Linked DNA regions of Gossypium hirsutum: region 1 is linked to region 2. A link is a contact called in public Hi-C data. All regions are on one chromosome and are shown on one strand. Each heading gives the region's core, a stretch centred on a gene start, on an enhancer-like site or on the middle of the called end of the contact. The rest is flanking DNA. Distances are from core to core; before and after follow the strand shown. Region 1 has its middle 20 kb from the start of LOC107911389. Region 2 holds the start of LOC107913009 (histone H1).

Evidence for each region. A called contact is a pair of places that touch in the nucleus more often than the background predicts.
Region 1: a Hi-C map of hypocotyl shows a contact between it and region 2, with 4 times the contacts expected there. The contact joins the enhancer-like site here to the promoter of LOC107913009 in region 2. A contact is called at or near these places in 14 of 34 Hi-C or Micro-C datasets (anther, callus, hypocotyl and 3 more).

The regions. Positions count from the first base shown.
Region 1 is chrA11:25,289,927-25,294,297 of Gossypium_hirsutum_v2.1, forward strand. No RefSeq gene overlaps it. Among protein-coding and RNA genes, the nearest start is that of LOC107911389, 20 kb to the right of the region's middle. Within about 2 kb of position 1,430, at least 8 of the 9 cell types and tissues checked have an H3K27ac peak or open chromatin away from gene starts, as enhancers often do. A contact at or near this core is called in hypocotyl and leaf, where this site is marked.
Region 2 is chrA11:25,209,135-25,213,048 of Gossypium_hirsutum_v2.1, forward strand. LOC107913009 (histone H1) reads left to right here and starts at 2,506. Exons shown (of 3, transcript XM_041081461.1): 1 at 2,506-3,190.

The DNA of each region.
Region 1 (4,371 bases), core at 180-2,679, 80 kb after region 2:
TTGGGTGGTATGATTGACCATCATTGTTCTTCAAAAGGATGCTTTTGTTTTGGTCAACCATTACAATAATTGCTATGCATGTTCATCCGCCTCCCTCTCTCTCTCTGATGAAAATAAATAAATAAATAATGCTTAGGGGCGCACTTAACATGAAAATTCTGGGTTGGTCGGCCCATAAGCTTAGATCCATACTCCGACCAAGTTCGACAAAACATGTCTAAAAGTTTATTATGGCAACAATAAAGCCTATCAAAATATGAAAATTTAATGGCAAGTTTTGAGTTTGTTTTCACCAGATTTTTATTTTAGGTAATTGTGTGAGTTTTTTCGCATTTAAAATATTATAAAATTTTTAAAAAAATTATTACATCATTTTTTAATATTTATATTTTTAATATTATACTATACTTTTATAGCTAACCATTTAATCTTGCTTATAAAATTTAAAAACTTTACTAATTGTACATTAAATATTATTCTTTTAAAATAATATATATAAAAGAAATATTTTGGGCATGGGCAGGGAGATGAGATTGATCATAATTGGTTGACTGCACTCATTTGGAGAAACGTGATTGGGGATACTTTGTTGGATACCTGATTAAGACGTTTCCTTTGAGTTGGGTTCAATTAAATCCTTTCCTTAATGGGGTTTGTTTTTGACTTTATCTGATTTAAAAGGCACAAAATAATTGTTGAAATATTGAGTAAAAAAAGAAAAACTAAAACATAGAATTTTATTGTTGCCTAGCGTTGATTTAATCAACTATGAAGACATTAACGTGTAATACTTGGGGTCGTGGTGGTTGTGTTCTGAGTTAGAATAAATATACAGTTAATTAGTGTGATGCAGGTTTTATGTGCTTTAATTCATGAAACCATAATTTTTACAAAATTGACAGGGTCATGTTTTGTTTTTATTTGATAATTTATTAATTCTAAAACATGGAGAAAAGAAGTTAAAAATGATACTGTCTAAACTGAAGAGGGGCGAGGATCCATTACAAGTATCATTAATTTTTACTCCTTTTAGGGTTCAAATTCATGATATCCCAATAGGGTTTTTTTGTGAAAATTTAGCTGTACAGTTGGATAATTTTATAGGGGTTTTCTTGGAATATGATGGGTCAAACCTTAGAAAAGAAAATCGTAATTATATGAGGGTAAGGGTGCAGATTGATGTTAGAAAGCCGCTAAAAAGGAAGAAGCAGATCATGTGAACATCCGTCTCCTTTTTGTTTCTTTTGTGGACGTTTGGGACATAGCAACTCTTTCTGTGAAACTAAAATGATGTTAGGGGTGGAAGTAGCTGAAATGAGCTGGGATTTATCATTACGGTCAGAAACTAAAAGGGCACTCTCGATGAACGGGTTAGAAAAGAAAGGGGTGGAAAAGTCGTTGACCCAATTTTGGGATTTTTAACATAGAAGTGGGAAGTCAGTCGCTAGCTCAACGGAAGGACAAAACTTAGTGCAATCAGATGCGAATGGTTATGGAGCATGATTTGATGGGGAATAAAAGGAACAGGGGAGAGATGGAAGATGCAACCAGAAATATAGTGTGGTAATGTGCTGACAAGGAATAGAAGATTGGGAGAAGTTAATCCTTTATCATCGGCAGCAGCCAAGAGGCAAGCCGACCGGGCGCAATGAAAATTATAAGCTGGAACATCCGAACATCCCAATTCCACGGACAGTTAAAAGACTTCGGCATTTGCTGAAGATTCATAATCCCCATATTGTCTTCTTTAAGGAGACAAAAGTTAACACAAAACAGATGGAACGAGTTCATAGAAGAAGTGGATTTATAAATAGTATTGAAGTTAATCCAGAAGAAACGAGAGGAGGATTGTGTTTAGCATGGAGGGCTGATTTTAATATAACACTTCAAAGTTTTTCTAAAAGACACATTGATGTGATAGTTGAAGATAAGGAAAAAGGAACTAATTGGAGATTTACTGGATTCTATGGATCTAAATATGCGCAAGATAGAAATGATGCATGGGATATTTTGAAAAGTTTAGCTTGCGAAGTGGCTACTCCATGATACAAATCCCGCTTGCAGAGACGGAGCACGAGGATACTCAAGTTTGGAAGGGGGAATTATCCGGTAAATATTCAGTATGCAGCGCCTATAAACTATTACAAGATGCTAATCTGGGGTCTGAAACTAAGGAATTTTACAGAAAATTATGGAGCCTAAAACTATCCCCAAAAATTGCAATCACTATCTGGCGAATTTCCTGGGATTTCATTCCTAATCTAGCTAATCTTAGGTATAGAAGAGTTGCAACAAATGATAGATGTCCCCGATGCTGTTCTTGGACAGAAAATAGTCTCCATATCTTCCGAGATTGTCCTACAACAATAGAAGTTTGGCAGTTTGGCAGTTTATTCATTTAGCATGGGTTATGAATAACAGAAGTCAAAATCTGTGGGAGTGGCTAACCTGGGTATTCAAGGGAGGAACTGATGATCAAAGCCGACTTTTTTGTTACGCCTTATGGTTAATATGGTTCTCCAGAAATAAGTTTGTGCATGAAAGGGAAAAGACAACAGGAAGAATTTTAGCACAAAATATACAGGGGCACATGGCAGAATATGAAGGAGTACGAGCAATGACGAATACCAGTACAATGAGAAGAAATCACAAATTCCAGGAGGACATACCGAGAGTCACGATCTTCTTTGATGCAGCGTTTGACAGCAGAAACAACAGATCAGCAACAGGTCTGGTGGCTCGGGATCTGAGGGGGGAATTACTGGTACTCAAAACGATTGTTCACAACAGTGTCTCATCCCCATTTGCAGCAGAAGCATATGCATGTTTAGGAGGAGTGAAGTTAGGGATAGCATTAGAAGTTCAATCGATCAAGCTGATGGGAGATTCCAGAACAGTAATCAAAAAATGTCGACCGAGCTTAAATGATAAATCAGTAATTGGGGCTATCATCAGAGACATTCAAAATAAGAAATCTTGTTTTCAAGAAATTATCTTTCAACACATACACAGATCAAGGAACTCGCAAGCACACAGATTAGCAAAGGACGCTCTTGAAAGTGGAGAAAATTTTTACCTGACGAGAGAAGAGTTGAATAGCCATCATGTGGTTTCGGAGAGAAGGCGGCCACGGAATCCAGATTGAAGAAGAATAAGAAGGAAATAATTTCAAGAAGGAGATAGTAGGTAAAGTTTATCTGTTGAAACTAGTATTGACAAGACGGAATGGTGATTGAAACGACAAGTCAAGGAAAATAATGGAAGCCAGCCGTTTGATCTGATGAAGGCAGATTTTTAGGTTTACTTTTTTACTTTTTCATTTATCTCTTGTTTTTTCATTTAATGCTTTTCTTTTCCATTAAGTTAAACATTAAGTGCTGGTATTCACTATTACTTTAGTGTGGGCCGAATTTATTTTTTTAAAGTATTAGGATTGGGCTTAATGGTATATTGGGCCTCCATTTTGCTTTTTTCATCTTCTATTTAATAAACTGCCTGGTCTTTCTATCAAAAAAAAAATGAATAGAACAAAAAAGTTATAATTTTTTTGAATCGAGATTAAATTAAGATTAAGGGTAAATATTAAAGATTAAGGGTAAATATTTTAAAATAATAATTAAATTGATACTATGTATAAATATTAAGGGTTAAATTAATATATCAATTTTAGAACTGTCATATTATCTTTTCATCATAAAGTACACAATAATTAACAAATTTTGACAATAAAAAAAAGAAGTAAACATAATTAATTAAATAATTATTTTATAACTTTTATAATTCAATGATAAAAAAGATATTTAAATAAAGTTGGACCACCTATTGTGTTGTTCTTATGATTATTTAGCAAATGAACCATTAAAATTTTAATTTTATTCAAATTAAAGTGGTACAAAAAACCAAATATTAAGGATGCGTTTGGGCACCTGCCCAGACAGCATAATTGGATAAAAGTGCTACGAATCAGGCTAAGGAGTAAGTTGTGGTATTTATTGTGGTCACATTTTAAACCACAACTTGTTCATTATTTGACATATTTTGACTTTGTTTGTACATATTCTTATTTTTTGTAAATCAACAACAAAAATTTGTTGTAATTAAGATTGTGATTGTTTCAATGACTTGGTAAAAGGATTTTTGAAAAATATGATATTTTTTAATGTTTGGATGTGTAAAGTATCTTTTGTTAGTTTGAAATTTTTTATTGAAATTATTTTTTGAAACTTATTTTCAATGAAATAAACATAACATAAATTATATTTGTTACAATGATTTTATATAAACTTAATAATAATCAATATCTAATTAAAATTTTATTTGTAACTAGTTACACACACATGTCATGGGCTGCGGATCAAAACTCGTGATTAT
Region 2 (3,914 bases), core at 1,256-3,755:
TTATTTTTAAGTCCTATAGAATAAAAATTAAATTTTATATGCTAATCTAAAACTTATTTTAATAGTCAGATATTAATTTTTTAGATAAATGTTGTAATATATTTTAAATATCATTTGAAGTAAGGTATTTAGTTGTAACAGTGTAAAATTAAAAGTTTTACACCTTTTTCTAATCCTTGATCACAATTAAATGATTAAAACATTATTCTAATTAAAAACACGCCTTATTTTTATATTTTCTCTCTTTTTAAGGTCATCATCATCCCATTACTTAAGAGATTTAACATTCTCATTTATGAAAAACATATAGATCAACATCAACATTTGTTAATTGCAGACAAAAAAAAAATTTCTCCCACTTTCCACTAAAACAATGCAACATAATTTCATTTTTTTTAGGAGAGAAATTCATTATTAATCTATATTTATCTTCCTTTTCAACAATTACCACTCATTTCGCCTCATAGCTACTTCTTTAAAATTATTTGAAGTTATAGAAGCTAAGACATCCATTTTAGAAGGATTTTAATGACTTTTTTTTACTAGTAAAATTTAAATACACAATGATTCTACAACTTAAGATTACTTTTGGCCAGATTTCATATTCAATGTTTCAAAACATTCAAGTGAAAATTCATAATAAAAAAAACCTTGAGAATTAAATAATTTAATTGGATATTAAAAAAGTTAGATTAAATGGTAAAAGAAGATAAATAGAGATGGATTTTGATGTTGATCTCAAAGTTAAGGGGAGATGAAGATTTAAATGTGATCAAGGACTAAAAAAAGGTGTAAAACTTTTAGTTTTGTATAAAGTGGATCTCTCTTAAAATTATATGTTTGTTAATAATAAATATCATTTGATGCATATAATTTTGAACTCTCATTTTTAATAGTGCTTGCCAGCTCTACTTGGAGTTACCATTTGTGCTGGTATGTATCCAACAAAATCATCCACATAGGCAGGCAGCCCATGGTTTTTGTTTTAATGAGATTGCTTATTGTGAGGGGATCATCATGAAGTTGGTTTCTCTTCAACCGCTTTAAAATTATCCTTAAATGCCAGTAGTGTGAAATCATTAAATATTGGACTTGATTGAATTTTGGTAGTAGCAGAAATGAAAAAGAAGGATTGTATGCGTTGGTTTAATTTTTTTTTATCTCAATAACGTATTACATGAACTAATTAAATTGGAGTTTGGTATATTTAGGGAAAACATGAGTGACGGAGGTGGTGGCGATGATCTTGCTCTCAATGGTCGAAGCACAAAGAAAGTATGCTTCAAAGATGGTGGTGAAGGTGAGCCTTCAGATTCAGATATGGCAATTGACTTAGCTCCAGCTATGCCTGTATCATGGAGGGACAAGGTTCTGAGGAAAGGTAGCGAGGGTCTGAGAAGGATACGAGTCTAACTGTGGTGGAAGATAATGAAGATTGGTTCTTTTAGAGGGAGACATTATAAAATCTTCAATTGATGGAGTCCCGTCGATTAGTTTCTCCGATCACATTCAATAGATTCTAATAAAAAACATGGAGTTGACTGTAGTGGTCAAATTGTTAGGTCAAAATATTGGTCACGTCACTTTACATAATCGGGTTAGATATTTATGGAAGACTTCTAAACCTTTTCAACTAATGGACATTGAGAATGGGTACTTTCTGGTAAAATTTCAGTGTTGAATATTTCAAAAAGGTTCTTTATCAGGGGCAATGGATAATCTATGGTCAATATTTGATCGTTCAACCATGGACAACGGACTTTAACCCGATGCAACCCTTCCCGAAAATGGTTTTAACTTGGATTAGATTTCCTGGACTTCCAAGCATATGTACAATCAGTGATTCTTGGGGAAATTAGTGGTCTAGTTGGGAAAGTGTCTAAACTAGACTTCAAAATCAGAAGCAGAACAAGGGGGCATTTTGCCCGAATGGTCGTCTATGTTAACATCGATAAGCCACTTATTTCTCGTATTCGGATTAACAGTGAGATTCAAAGGGTCGAATATGAGTCTTTACCGACAATATGCTATACCTGCAGTTGTTATGGGCATGTGAAGGACCTATGCCCTTTCAAAGATGGGTGGCCAACACAGGGGGAAGAGAAGGAACTGATGGAGACAACCTTGACCACAGACGCAGAAAAGTCTGTCGACTCCTCAAGTTTCCACCTCTGGATGCAGGTGGAAAGGAAAATTCGGCGTAATAGAAGGGCGCAACGGGATCAAAGGACCAAAAATCAAGGGCAGGGGATCATAGGATCTAGATTCTTGACATTATCAAATGTTAACGATGGCATTGAAGAAGTTGATGAAAATGGAAAGGTGATTAGGAATGGTCTAAAGGGGCTTTAGGGGTTTCTTTGGAGAACAATTAGAGGTCTCAAGTTAGGGCTAAAGTGGGGAGCAAGAGCTTAAAAGCTATTGAAGCAAGTTCTTCTTTAGTAAATGGGTCAGGGATTATAAACTCGAATGATGAGAGGGTACCAGCTAAGAATGGGTCGATGGATTTGGGTATTGAAAGGGTGGGAAAGGCAATTGGAAAAAAGCCTATTAATGAGGCTGGGTCGATTGTATCTGGGCTAATTAATGTGGAAAGCCTTAAGGATAATTCAGGTGGTGTTAAAGGAATTGATTTGTCGTCTCTTATTCCACAACAGGGATGCAAATGTATAGGCCATATTGGGGATTCAAATTTCAGCTTGGGGAATCGGTTACTGCTGGTGTTATTAATAATTTTTTTACCACTTCTGGTAAGGTACCTACAGGTACTCTGTTGTGTCTTAACCCCATATTTGACGATACGCTTGAAAAGGAAGTGGTTACTAGCCCGAGTGTTTTGCATCCCAGGAAGTATACTACTATCATTTTTAGGGAAATTGGTGATCCCAACATTATTAATAATTCGGGTAGTGCCTCTTTTGTCAAAAAAAAAAATCTTAAACAGGGCTTTAAAGGACGTGGTTTTGGTAATAAATTTGAGCATGGCCGGAATGGGAGGAAGCTCAATAGGGTTATTCGAGAGCGTGGAGACCATTTCAAGGTTATTGGTTTATCTCGAGTGCCCGTGGCTGATACAATGAATTCAATGATGGATTTAATTAATTCTTAGATTGAACAAGATTTGAGCAAGGTTTCTTCCAGTATGGAAGACTTACCGGTTAAGGAATTAGGCTCCACTGAGTAGTAAAAGGTCAGTTTTCATCTCCTTGTTTGCAATTATGAATTTGACTATTTTCACTTAGAATTGCCAGGGTTGTGCTAGTGTTAAGTTTCTTTTTCTTTTTTTTAAATAAAATTTTGAATATAAGCCTGATATTGTGGGGGTTTTTTTGAAATATGAGTTAGTAGTGTTAAAGCAAATATAACCATTGCGAAATTGGGTTTTCAGTATTCACATCTAGTGGAGGCCATTAGTTTTTTTTTTTTTTTTGGTATTTGGATTGGTTGGAAAGATTCAGTTCGAGTAGATATAATGTATAATCATTCTCAATTTATTCTAGTGCTAATGTTTGAGGGTGGATTTTCCCAACCTATTTATGTTGCTTTTGTCTACAGTAGCCCTTATAGCCAAAAACAGAAAAAAAATTTAGGAGGGGTTAAAATTGGGCATTTCTTTCTACAGATATCTTTGGCTTTACTATTGGAAACTTTAATACGAAATTATCCTTTGATGATAAAATAGTTGATCGCAGAAATAGTAAAAGGTGTCCCCTATTTGGTGATTTAATAGAGTCTGTTGAGCTTCAAAGGACCATCATTTACTTGACATAGATGAGGAGTCTTTAAACGCTTTGATAAAGAAATTGGAAATGGCGGGATAGTTAACACTTTTCCTAATTGCACAGTTACTCATCTTCCGAAACTGAAATAGGATCACAGGCTTCCTCTTCTGTCCTTAAAACCAATAAGAAGCT